2 separate regions of the Mus musculus genome follow, and region 2 is linked to region 1. The links are chromatin contacts, called in public HiChIP or PLAC-seq maps. All regions are on one chromosome and are shown on one strand. Each heading gives the region's core, a stretch centred on a gene start, on an enhancer-like site or on the middle of the called end of the contact. The rest is flanking DNA. Distances are from core to core; before and after follow the strand shown. Region 1 overlaps Grik3 (glutamate receptor, ionotropic, kainate 3). Region 2 holds the start of Csf3r (colony stimulating factor 3 receptor (granulocyte)).

The links. HiChIP or PLAC-seq counts read pairs in DNA pulled down with a chosen protein or histone mark.
Region 2: a contact with region 1 is called in an H3K27ac HiChIP or PLAC-seq map of embryonic stem cells, with 8 read pairs. The contact joins the promoter of Csf3r here to the enhancer-like site in region 1. A contact is called at or near these places in 4 of 39 promoter capture datasets (the 3T3-L1 cell line, cranial neural crest, frontonasal cranial neural crest and 1 more) and 1 of 115 datasets of contacts at active chromatin or transcription factors (embryonic stem cells).

The regions. Positions count from the first base shown.
Region 1 is chr4:125,535,593-125,542,050 of GRCm38.p6, reverse strand. All of the region lies in intron 1 of Grik3 (glutamate receptor, ionotropic, kainate 3), which reads right to left. Among named protein-coding and RNA genes, the nearest start is that of Gm32807, 22 kb to the left of the region's middle. Within about 2 kb of position 3,495, at least 25 of the 459 cell types and tissues checked have an H3K27ac peak or open chromatin away from gene starts, as enhancers often do. A contact at or near this core is called in embryonic stem cells, where this site is marked.
Region 2 is chr4:126,021,401-126,027,858 of GRCm38.p6, reverse strand. Csf3r (colony stimulating factor 3 receptor (granulocyte)) reads right to left here and starts at 3,200. Exons shown (of 17, transcript NM_007782.3): 1 at 3,064-3,200; 2 at 1,680-1,778; 3 at 459-542. The coding sequence starts at 522. It overlaps Gm32908 (a long non-coding RNA gene), which reads left to right and starts at 3,205. Exons shown (of 4, transcript XR_003955278.1): 1 at 3,205-3,604.

The DNA of each region.
Region 1 (6,458 bases), core at 2,246-4,745:
AGAGCGTTGACAACAGCTAGGAATCCAGTAGGATGCACTCTGAGCAGCACATGACAATAACCAAGCTCTGTCCTCCAGACTGTCTCCAAGTCCTCCCCACTCCAACCTAGCTCCTCCTCTAGGTCCTCCCCACTCCAACCTAGCTCCTCAGTCCTATCCTTGGTGTCATTAGCTCTACCGACCCAGTCAGGACAGGTGCCCCAAAGCCATGTTTTTCGAACCCCGGCTTGTCTGGGTAGATGGTCAAGCTTTGGACCAGGCATGCTGAATACAATTCTCCAGGCCCCATCCAGTCTCATATTCCACCTTCCCCTATGGCTTCCATGAAAACAGAACTCAGCCCACTATCCAGAAAGGATAGCAGGGAGAGATGCAGTTCTTGAGAAAGGCCACCAAGTCCCCAGTCAAAAGCCTTGTGTCCTTACTCTTACAAGTGTGCACCTAGGTGGTGGGGGTGTCTTGTTAGAAAGGCAGACAGAGCGCTCTCTGGGATGAAGTAGGAGAAGGGCCTGAGGTCATTTATTTAAGGGACCCCCAGGGTCATGCAGGAATTAGACGATGCTCTGCCCCCAGTTCGGGCAGAGTCTCTGAAGGACAGTCACTAGCCTTTCCAAGCCAGTCCCTGGTCAGGCATGGTGAAAGACAGAGCAGAGCTCCGCTAAGCAGTGTTGAAGGGGGACAATACAGGAGAAGGTAAGGAGCCAGATCTGAGGCTGGACAGGATGGAGGGAGTAGGGGATGAGAGATGTCTGAGGGGAGGCAGTTGTCAGCGAACCAACAGAGCAAGGAAATCACCAGAAGTCTCAGAGGGCCCTGGACAACCAAGAACCCTCTCCAGGACCTGTCATTCCCATTATGGTCTCCAAAGGGGCCCTAGCAGACCCTGGCTCACACGCTGCTGTGGCTGCATCTGCCCCCGCCCTTCGCATGGCACATGCCTGCCCCTGTGCACAGCTGCACATGGCCACAGTCACATGGCCACTGCAAGCCCCATGCACACAATCATACCCAGTACTCTCTTCCGGGTCCTGCAGTCACCTGCACTATCTTGGTCATGGTGCTCATGGGCACACGTGCATGAGCACGCCCTTGCCTACACACAACATTCTCATCCTGCCCTACATATATGTACATGTGCATACGAACTCTACTATGGGCACACGGAAGTACGTACTGACGCCTGCTCTGTCCACTCCTGCTCACCTCTCACACCTCCAGTCACGGGGAAGCAATTACTGCAGGGAGCACTTAGTGAGCACTTCCCACGCCTCAGACTCTGTTCTTAGGACTCTCTAGGTGTTCTGTGACCACGGCCATTCTCATTCCACAGCTCTGGAGGCGCAGAGATGTGGAGGCATTTTCTCAAGGTCACACAGCTACGAAACAGCCGAGCTGAGCCTCCAAGCTCGCCCAGCTCCTGACACTGCTCTCTGCTGCTTAACTGCACAAATGTTCACAGCATGCAGCCTTCAAAATGGAGGCCCTTCTTGACCCTCCTATACGTGGTCTCAGGTCACCTTCGCACTCCTGCCCCTTGGGACATCTATTGGTGCCAGGCACTGCCAGATACCAGAGTGCTGTAACCTGGTGTCTGTCTCTCCCGCTGCTGCCCACTCCCGGGCAAGGATTCTGCTTTTGACCTGAGCTCCCACATGTAAGAATCTGGGTGCAGGGTAATGACTGAATGGAATACATAGCTACACTGTAACATAACATGCACCATGCGCATGTGAACATACAAGCGAGGAGCCAAGGGTCCCCAGGCTCACATACTCACCCGAAGCTACAATCCACCCTCATCTTCTCATAGGTTGACTGTCACATGAGCAAACACAAGTGCACACACACACACACACACACACACACACACACGCACACCATGCACACGCACGCACACACGCACAGAGTAAGGATCTAACTGGTCCTCACATGTTTACACATTCCCACATTCTCTTCTGACCCTCATATTCTCTGTCTCTGTCTGTCTCTGTCTCTGTCTCTGTCTCTCTCTCTCTCTCTCTCTCTCTCACACACACACACACACACACACACACACACACACACGCACGCACGCTCGCGTACACGCACACATACACACAGAGTGAGGATCTAAGCTACCCTCACATGCTTGCATGCTCTCACATTTTTTCCTGCCCTTTTTTTTCATGCATACACACACATACACCCAGGTGCTATGACTCAACTCTCACATTTACACAGCCACTGAGCACACCCAGGCACACTTTCACCCTGCTTTGACCCTTGAGGCACCAGCGAAGGGCAGGGCGGGGCGGGGTGGGGGAGGGGGGTATGGGTAGGTACAGAAGGGAGTAGGGCAGCTACAAACTCAGGCTTGGTAAGCAGGACTGAGGGAGCAGAAGGGAGGGAGTCACTCTTGAGGGACAGCCTGAGCCTTTCCTCCAGGTCTCCTCCTCGGCCAGATGAAGGGGCACCTTCACCCTGGCATCATCTGACCATATGAGCAAGGAGCCCTGCCACGAGGGTCATCGTGAACAAACAAAGCACAAGACCTAATTAATCAGGACATACCAAGCCTCGGGGACAGCTCAGGAGGAGCCAGGCACATGCAGAATGGGCAGCTGAGGAAATTAGAGGGACCATGTAGGTGGGGTTCTGCACGTCCGTAGCAAGAAGCGAAAGAACATTCCTAGCCACGTGTGATAATGCGTACCCTTAATCCCATACTCCAGGGGAAGAAGCGGGTAGATCTCTGTAAGTTCAAGGCCAGCCTGGTATATGAATCAAGTTCTAGGTCAATTCAAGGCTACATAAAGAGACCTTGTCTTAAAAGAAGGTGAAGGAAGAGGAGGAAGAGGAGGAAGAGGAGGAAGAAGAGGGAGAGAAGGAAGAAGAGGAAGAGGAGGAAGAAGAGGAAGAGGAGGAAGAAGAGGAAGAGGAGGAAGAAGAGGTAAAGGAGGAAGAAGAGGTAAAGGAGGAAGAGGAGGAAGAAGATGAATGAAAAAAGAATACAGACCCCTGAATCTCAGCGTGCTTTGACCGAGCTACCCCACAGTGGGTGTTCAAGACCACTGAGGCTCCCAACTTTAGGAAATAGGACAGACCTGAGATGGCAAAGCAGGTCCTTTCTCTTCAGAGCTTTCAAGGGGAAACTGAGGCAAAGTGCAAATAGGCAACTGTGATCCTGCTTATCTTGTCCCCTCCTCGGGCCCCAGAGCAGTCTGTCCATCCCTAGTAATACTGGCAGAAGGCCAGGAGCCCCGGTGTTCCACAGAGGATGCACCTCCTCCTGCCAGCCAGTCCACACTAAAGTCAAGGCCACCCACCTCCCACGGAGCCAGGCTCAGAACACTGGCCTCAAAGCACAGGAGTTCCCAGGACTGAGGCAGGCCCTGTGGCTAAGGGAATTTGCATGTGACAAGCCTGGGCAAAGGCAGTGGTCCTTCCTGCATGTGTCTCTGGAGCCACATCAGGGGCAGCATGAGTTTTCCTTGAGAGACAAAGGACAAGTCTGGGTGAGAGTCTTGACTTACAAGCCACTAAGGGCAGAGGCTTTTCAAAGGCTCCAGAGAGTGGGAGGAGCTGTTACTAAACCTCAAAGGGCCTGGTACTTCCTGTCCCTCCAGGCTGCTGTTGGTCTTTGCCATCTCTCAGGCCTCCTGCTGCAAAGCTAGAAGAGGGTTTGAGTTCCTCTGTGCCTGCAGCACACCAGGGGGGTTTTCTGTCTGATCTCTTATAGAGTGGTCCCCAGCAATGAAGGATGTGGACTCACCCCTCCCTCCTCACTATGGCATCTCAGAGGAGGAAGGACTCAGTTCCTTCAGGCTAAAGGAGCTTTCCCCAGGGTCCTATACCCAGAGACCCACACTTCCTTCTCCCTCATCTCTGACATTCCCTGGAGACTGCTATGGCATCCACTCATTGCCCAGGAAGAGAGTCATTGGAGGAAGCTTTTGTTTTAGCGTTCTAAGGGTTGACATGAGGGCATGACGCCCACATGACAGTCTGCATTCATTCACACAGCAGTTGGTCTGCCCACCATTCTGTTTATCATTCATCCATTAGTCTGTCTATACAGTCATCTATTCATCCATCTATCCATCTGGTCAGTCACACGCCTGTCCATCAATTACAGTTAGTTTTAACTGTCAACTTGACCCAACATAGAATCCCCTCGAAACCGTCTCAGTGAAGGATTGTCTGAAACGGGTCTGCAGTTCTCTCTATGCGGTACTGTCTTAATTAAATTAGTTGATGTGGGAAAACCCAGTCCATGGTGGGTGGCACCATTCCCTAGGCAGGACATCGAGAGCTGAGCTGAGTAAGAATAGAGAACTCAAGCTGAGCATAAGCAAGCATGCATACGTTTCTCTCTCTCAGATTATGATCTTGGATGTGATATGGGACCAGCTCCTGCCCCTGTGACTTCACACAAATGCACTGTAACCCTGGGATTGTGAGATAAAAGAAACCCTTTCTCACCTAATGTGCTTTTTGTCAGTTTTTTTTTTTAATCATAGCAACAGAAAGGAAACAAAAGCACCACCCTTCTATCCATCTGTAAATACAGCCATCCGTCCATCTGACCTGCTCACCTACCCATCCACCTGTCTGTCTGTCTATTTATCCACCCATCTGTCCATCTGTTTGCTCATCCAGTTATCCGCCTACCCATGCATACCTTAGCTGATACTTTGGGATACTTCTGAGCTGGGGCTGTGCCAGGCAGCAGCCTCAGAACAAATGAGAGGAATCAAAACAGTCCCTGTCCTCAAGGCGCTCCCAGCCTGGTCAGTGAGAAGGCGGGAAACAGATAAATGACAAGATAATGTGATAAGTACAGTTACCCAGCTACGAACAAAGAGCTGTGAAAACACTTCAGCCCAAGCCTGGAGGAACAAGCGCTTAAGAAAGGCTTGTCAGAGGAGGTGCCATGGAAGCTGAGTCCTGACAAATGGATGGCAGCGTGGAAACCAGGAATAGGAGAGAGCTCATTCCAGCACACCTCAGAGGTGTCCTGTGACAGCCTTACATCCACAGCTAATAACTTTGAGGTTCCAACTAAATCCACTCCAGACATTAAATTCAAACCTCAGACAGTCATTTCAGACCTTGGACTAGGAATAGAGCCGTATAGAAAATAATCACCCAGACCTCTCAAAGACATATCCTTCCCCTAGAACACTAGCAAGTTCGTGTGGGGGTGAGGGGGGCTGTGCTTAACTCAAGCTGGCTGGCTGCTCCTTTGTCCTGTGGAAGAAAGTCTGACAAAGGCTGAACACAACCGAGCATATATCACTTCCCAAGTCAAGCGAGTGGGCTAAGAAGGCAGAGTTCAACATCCCTAAAGTCATCAGATAGGCAGTGCTATGGGTCAACTCCACGGCTGCCAGGCAAAGAAGGTCCTAGAGCAAGAGTTCTCAACTCTTGTGGGTTGCAAACCTCTTTGGAGGTTGAATGACTCTTTCACGGGGATCACCTAAGACCATAGAAAAACCATTTTACGTTCTGGCTCATAACGGTAGCGAAGTTCCAGTTCTGAAGTAGCAACGGAAATAATTTTATGGTTGGGGGTCACCACATGAGGAACTGTATTAAAGGGTTGCAGCTTTAGGAAGGTGAAGAACCACTGCTCTAGAAGCAAAGCTTGAGACAGGGTTTGAGTTCAAGCCATCTGCCTGAGAGCTACTCCAGAGAATACTGATGGAGAAGACGGGGGGGGGGGGGTGTGGGGGGGGGTGGTGTGTGTGAGTCAGAGTGGGAGGGGTGTGGCTGAGCAGATCATCCAGGAAACCCTGGGGACATCATGGTCAGACTCTGAGCTAATCCCGCCAGAAGGCAAAGGAGCAGAGTGTTTGTCCTCCCATTCCGAGCATCACTGGCTTAGGGCTATCCCCTACAGCTTCAGGAATCCAACACCTGTTGCCTGGAAAGGCCCTCAGTTAAGCACCTGCAACAAAATCCTGCCATGATGTAAGTCCCCCCCACAGGCTACAGACAGTGCTCAAACCAAGGTCACCAACTGAAAGGGAGAGTGGTTCCGGGAGGCAGGAGCTATCTTCCTTCCAGCATAAGGATATTCCACTTAAGGATATTCAAAAGAAACCTGAGTAATTAGGAAGGCACAGCTCTGAGAAACGATCAAGAGACAACGCAAGCATACAACCAACTGCGGGATAGAATTCCAGCAGGGGACAAAAGGGTGGCCCTAGGATCCAAAAGGTGAAGGGAAACCAAAAGCCTGTCCCAAGCCCTGTCCCCTTGGGGTCCTAACAACTCTTGGTGGAGGGGCATCAGGTAGGGGGACCTTATGGGACAGGAAAGAGGAACCTGGAAGACCTGTGGAGCACCTAATGACCCTGACCCAGGGCAAACACCAGCCATGGCCTGTACCTAGATAGACATCCATCCGGAGCCTCTCTGTGGGAAGCCTGGAGTCCGCTCAGGGCTGAGCAGGCCCCCGAGTAACTTTCCTCCAG
Region 2 (6,458 bases), core at 1,951-4,450, 490 kb before region 1:
AATCAGACATTCTAACACAATTGTGAAGAACAGTAGCTGTCGGGTCAGTACAGGCAGCCAAGGTTAGGATAGAGTTCCAGACCCCTCGTGTAGCTCCTGGCCTCACTCACTGTTTCAGCTCTGACCATGGTTTCTGCTTGCAGACACCTAGTCTATTCCTGGAGAAACAATATGCTTCTCTCCCATCTGTGGCTCTTCGCCCTGCTGCCTCCTCTTCATGGTGCCCTTTAGGCCCTCTCTCACCAGCTTAGCATATGGGCATCCCAGTGAACCAGACTGTTTCCTGGATTTCTGACATCCCTTTGTAATGAGAGTCATAACTGCTCTGCTACCTCGAAGCTCTGTGATGGAGAGGCTTTGGCTGCTGTGTTCACTGCCACACTCCCAGGGTCTGGCACACAGCAGCTTGGGGGGACCGATGCCTCCCTTATAATTGTCCTCCCCGGCCCCTGACTTACTTCTGGGGAGTAGCAAGAAGATCAGGGTAACTCCAGTCAGGGTGCAGGCTCCCAGCCCTACCATTTTGCCAGCTTGAAGCTTACCTGGAGGCAGTGAGAGATGGTTAAGAACAGGATTTGCAGCCAGAGCCTTGCTCTGCCAGTATCTGGGCAGGATACCTGACCCCTGAGTCTCAGTGCTTGCAACATGGGGTGACACTGGCCTGTACTGCCTTTAAGAGAAAGACATGAAATGGTTCAAATCAATGGCTTTCCCCTCACCAGGGTATCAAGGAAATGTCCATGTGTGCAACACACTGCCAAGGTCAAATCTGTCTCCTAGAAAGAGCAGGGATAGGATGGAGCTAGGAGGGGGCGCAAGCTTTTCTTCCCTCTTGCGCCCCCCCCCCATATCTCTGTTTACCAATCTTTGTTTTGTAACTGTGCTGGCTAGTTGTGTGTCAACGTAATACAAGCTAGCATCATTTGGGAAGAGGAAACTTCAGTTGAGAAAATACCTCTACCAGATTTGCTTGTGGGCAAGCCTGTGGTAGGTACATTTTCCTGATGAATGCTGGATGTGGGAGGGGCCAGATCATTGTGGGTAGTGTCATCCCTGGACGGGTGGTCCCAGTGCTACAAGAAGTTAGGCTAAGCAAACCATGGGGACCAAGCCAGTAGCAGCACTCTTCAATGGCATCTGCATTAGTTTCTGTCTCAAATTCCTGCCCTGACTTTCTTCAGTGATGGACTGTTGCCTGGAAGTGTATGGTGAAATAACCCTTTTTCCAAGTTGCTTTTGGCTAGGGTGTTCTATCCTAGCAATGGAAACCTCAGACAATAACCTCACATCAACATACCAGTTTGATCATCTCCTGCATCCACATGCACACACACATGTACATATGTACACACTGAGTGGGAAAGACTTAGCCCCCAGGGCTCAGGATGCTGGTTCTCCACTCATTTGTGGTTGTAGTAGGCCTAGTTCATACCTGGTACCACTGTATCCTTCCCACAGGCTTATGTCAAGAGCAGAAAACAGAACAGAGGAGACCAGGCCTCCTCTCTAGATTGCATGGGGCTGGCATGTTTAACATCAGAACAGTTTCCTATGGAAGCCTTGAGGGTGGCCCCAGTTGAGTAGGAGCTTGGGCCTGCTGGAGCCTATGTCTCATTGTCTAGGGAAGAAGTGTACAAAGAGGCTGGGAGCCCAGTTCTGACTCTGGTTCCAACACTCACCTGCCTGGTGAACTTGGATGAGTTACTTCACCATTCTGAGTCTCAGTTTCTCCATTTAGGAAAAAGGGGCTTAACAATACCACTCATGTCTCAGCAATGCTATAACGATGAAGCGAGACAGTTAAGATGAAAGCTCTTGGCACAGTGCCCAAGGAACAAGCTCTCAGAAGCAGTGGGCTATCTGTATGAGCCCTAAAAGCAGGAAATCAGCCAAAGGAACCAATAGCCTCCTGGCATAGCCACCAGGTCTACTTCTAGCTCCAAGCCTCTCAGGCTCTTCCCACCACTCTGGCCATGTGCTGGGCTCTGCAGCTGCTCGCTGTGTCCACTGTGCCCACGGACACAGCTGATGCCGTAAGTCAGGCTGCTACAGCATCCTCTCTACCTTTTCCTTTTGCTCATTGTTGCCAACCTTCCCTCTGGGCTCCCTTCTCCTGTCCTATTCTTTTGAAATTCTGTCTGTGGGAAGACGGGGACGAAGAGGATGTTGAGAATAAACTATGGGAGCGAGATCCCCAGGTGTGGCAGAGATAAAGGATCAATGCATCATAGATGGGTGAATAGACAAGCTGGGGAAAAGAGATACATAGAGAATAGACAGAGGTAGAGCCTAGCCCAGTGGCAGGGGGTTGAGACCAGTTATTCTGGAAGTGGGGGCAAGTGTGTTACAAGATCAAGGCCAGCCTGTGCTATAGAAGACATTCAAATCTCATTTTGGCAACTTAGCGAAACCTATCTCAAAAATATAAAGCAACCAGGGCTGGGGATAGAGCTTAGTTGGTTGAACACTTGTCTAGCAGGCACAAAGACCAAGGCTTGATCCCCAGTACCACATTAAGTATCAGGCATGGTGGTGGAGGCCTACAGACCAGCATTTGTGATACAGGAGGATCAGAAGAAGTTCAAGGTTCTTATCTGCCGACAAGATGATAAACCTTGTCTGCATGAGAGCTGCATACAACATCATCATCAACAACAACGATGAGCAGGCTGGAGCGATGCAGAGAGAAGTGGAGAGGCCGACAGAGAAAGCTATCTCAGGCAAGTCTTGCATCAACTGTTTAAAGTTAAGAGGCTAAGGGAACCGGGAGAGGAAACAGAGGCCCAGAGACTCTGAGACAGCTGTTCTTGCTGAGAAGAAGCAGGCCAAATGGCTGAAAGCAGGGAGTAAGCCTGTCTGAAGGATAGGGACTCTGGGTGGGATTCTTCATACCTGAGCTCAGCTCCTGTTCCCAGAGATCCAGCTGTCTGACCTCCCTGATGCTATACACACAGAGAGACTCCCATTTCCCCAAGGATCCTGTCTTGGGCCCCCTGATGTGGCCCTAGCAGGGTTGGGGAATGGTCTGAGGTCTCCAGGGCTCCCCGCCCTCCCCCTACTTACACTGGGGCTAGGGCGCTGTGCCCAGCCCCCACGCTTGTGCTCTCTCTTCTCTCTCGTCTCCTCTCCTCTTGGGGCAAGTTCCCGAAACTTCTCTTTCTAGCCCCGTCGTTAATGACAGGCGGGGGGTGGGGGGGACCCAGAATTGCGACACCTTCCTGGCTTCCCTGCTGCGTTTGGCTGAGCCTTCACCCTTGGGGTGGGGGACATAGACAGCCCCTTCCTCTCAGGAAGGAGGTTGAGGGAAACTGGTGAGCTAGGGACCTTCCTGCCTCAGGGGTCTTAGAGGGCTGGGCATTGTAGCAACCTGGCCCGTGGCCACCCTCCCTTCTCTCCGGATTTCCTGAGCTCCTCGCTTTGAGGCTCAGCAGAGCACCCGAGACAAGACAGGGCCAAGGGAGGGCTGGGGTCTTCAAGTGTTTATTTCAAAACGAAGCAGGACAAAATAGCGTGGAAAATTAATGAGGGCTGGGGTGGAGGAGACTCTCTTCTCACTGAGTCTGGCTGAAGCCTCTGCCCGGGAAGAATCAAGATTCCAGGACAGGTAACGTTTACTTCAGGTTTTCTTCCCTTGTTAGCTGAAAACCTGCCATTTTCCAGGACTCTCAATAGACCCTCCCACCCCTGGCCTCCCTAGTCCATGGTCCCTGCCCTCACCGCTTTGTACAATCCTAGGGGTTCCTGGTTTTATCTTCTCAGGTTGTAACCCCTTTCAAAAGGCCCACCCTGTAAGTTCATCTATCACAAAAGAGAGGGGAAAAATTGTTCTAAGTTTGAAAATCATCAAAATAGTATATATTGGTATATTAGTCAGGGTTCTCTAGAGCAGCGGTTCTCAACCTTCCTAGTGCTATGACCCTGTAATGCAATTCCTCATGTTGTGGTGACCCCCCAACTGTAAAATTATTTTCCTTGCTAATTCATAACTGTAATTTTTTCCTGGTATGAATCATAATATATATCTGTGTTTTCTAATGATCTTAGGTGACCCCTGTTGAGAACCTCTGCTCTAGAGGAACAGAGTCCACTTAATGAGTGTATACGCGTGCACACGCACGCGCGTGCGCGCGCGCGCGCACACACACACATATATACGAACACATATACGCACACACATGAATTTATCAAATTAGCTTATGCAATACAGAGGAAGTAGGAGCACTGAGAACCCACCTGGGAAATCCTTTGGTGCCTTGGCACTCCCAAGGTGGTACTGAAGACCTGGAGGGTATCTGGTCCTCAGTCCATGTCGAAAGCTGATTTTGACTTGAGCAAAGGAATCAAGTGGGGTGGCAGCAGCAGGGTAGACTACTAGCAGCAGAGGGGAAGGTCAGGGAAAAAGGCTTCCTTCTTCCATGTCCTGCTTTTGATCTGGGCTGCCACCAGAAGGCGCCGCCCATCTCTGGGGTGGGTCTTCCCACATCCATTAAGGGAGTCAAGATAATTCCTCAACTGAGAATTGCTGCTTGGGCGATTCTAAATCGTGGCAAGTTGACATTTAAAATCAAGCACCAGGATCAATCCTTTGTCAATGGTACACAAACAGGTCACTTTAAAGACCATATAGCCTTCCACCCCTTTGCCCCAAATCTCACGGTTATATCCCAGTGTACTGGGTCTGCTTTTAAAAGTCCTTGAATGCTTAAAAAATTTTAACCCTTTGAAAGGCTCACAAGTCAGCCAGGTGTGGTGGTACACGCCTTTAGTCCCAGCCCTTGGGAGGCAGAGGCAGGTGGATCTCAAGAGTTCAAGGCCAGCCTGGTCTACAAAGTAGGTTCCAGGGCTATATAGAGAAACCCTGTCTCAAAACAACAACAACAACCTCAAATCTCTTTGTTTTTATTAGATATTTTCTTCATTTACATTTCAAATGTTATCCTAAAAGTCCCCTATACCCTCCCTCCCCCGCCCTGCTCCCCTACCTCAAATCTCTTAACTGTAAACTTCTATGAATATCAAAGGCAAATGAATACTTTTAACATATTATGGCACCGAGTACATAATTATCTGTTCTAGATAGCTTTCTGTTGCTGTAGTAAAAGATATGACCAAAAGCCTTTTGAGAGGGGAAAGGGTTTTCAGCTCACACTTCCAGGTCACGGTTCAGCTTTGAGAGAAGTTAGGGCAGGAACTCAAAGTAGGAGCAGAGGCAGGAACCATGGGGGAATGCTTACTGGGTTGCGCACTGGCTCGTGCTCAGTTAGCTTTCTTATATAATACGGTACCTCCTGCCCAAGGATTGAACTGTCTACATTTTGCTGGAAACTTCTACATCAATCAAGACGATCTGATTTGGGTAATTCATTAATTGAGGTTTCCTCGCTTTACTGTAGGTTGTGTTAAGTAGACACTAAGTAGTACAGCTAGAGACAGCTAAGTGAGCTGCTACTCCTACCCATTCTCTAAGGTGTGTCTCATTTCTTTCCCTAAATATCTTTCTTGTGTGTGTATCAGGGAGTCTGAGTGTGTGTGTGTGTTTTAGACAGGGTCTCTCTATGGAACTCACGATGTATGTAGACCGGGTTGGCCTCAAAGTAATAGGAAGTCTACCTGCCTCTGCCTCCCAAGTGCTAGGTTTAAAGACTGGTGCTACCATGCTTGGGCCCCTCTACTTTGTGTTTTGAGACAGTAGGGATTACAATGGTTCAGAGACATGGAATGTTCTCTACAGTTGGAGGGTTTTTTTATTGTTCATGCCCACGATTCTCTTGCAATTACCTACAGATACTTTTCTGAGGATTCAACTACTCACAGTTATATACAGTTCACCACCTGATAAAGGTTAGGTACCAGCACACGGATACCTGCACCATGTTAAGCCCATGACTCTTCCTTCACAATATACTCAGCATCCTGGGCACATGGATGTTCACAGGAAAATTCAGCATGGCTCCTCCTTGTCTGAGTATTGTTGCGATCACATGTTGGAATGATCAATGTCCTGGTGCCTTCTGCCCCATACTCCCTGATGGCTCCCATCTCACTTGGAGCCTAAGTGAAAGGCTGATCATCTGGCTGCCTTCCTTGGCCTTCTGAGATCCTCTTCTGCCACCCTTACTGCCTTGTACTGTTTTTTTCTAGCTTCTCTGTTCTCCTTGTTTGATGAGTTGGCCAGACTCTTTACCACCCCAGGGCCTTTGTGCTTGCTGCTTCTTTGGCCTGGACTCTCCCCGCAAAAGAGGGAGAAATGTGGGGTCACTCCCTCCCCTTTGCAGGTCTTTGCTCAGATATCACCCTCTTACTGAAATCTTCTGAGTACCAGACCTTATCCTTCACTCCCTATTTTGTCTCTTCTATCCACTTCCTCGCTCCAATGTTTATTTTCCCTGCCTCTGCTGGAATTGAACCTCTACAGGGGAAAACATTTGCCTCTTCTGTTCAAGGTAGCAGAAGATTGT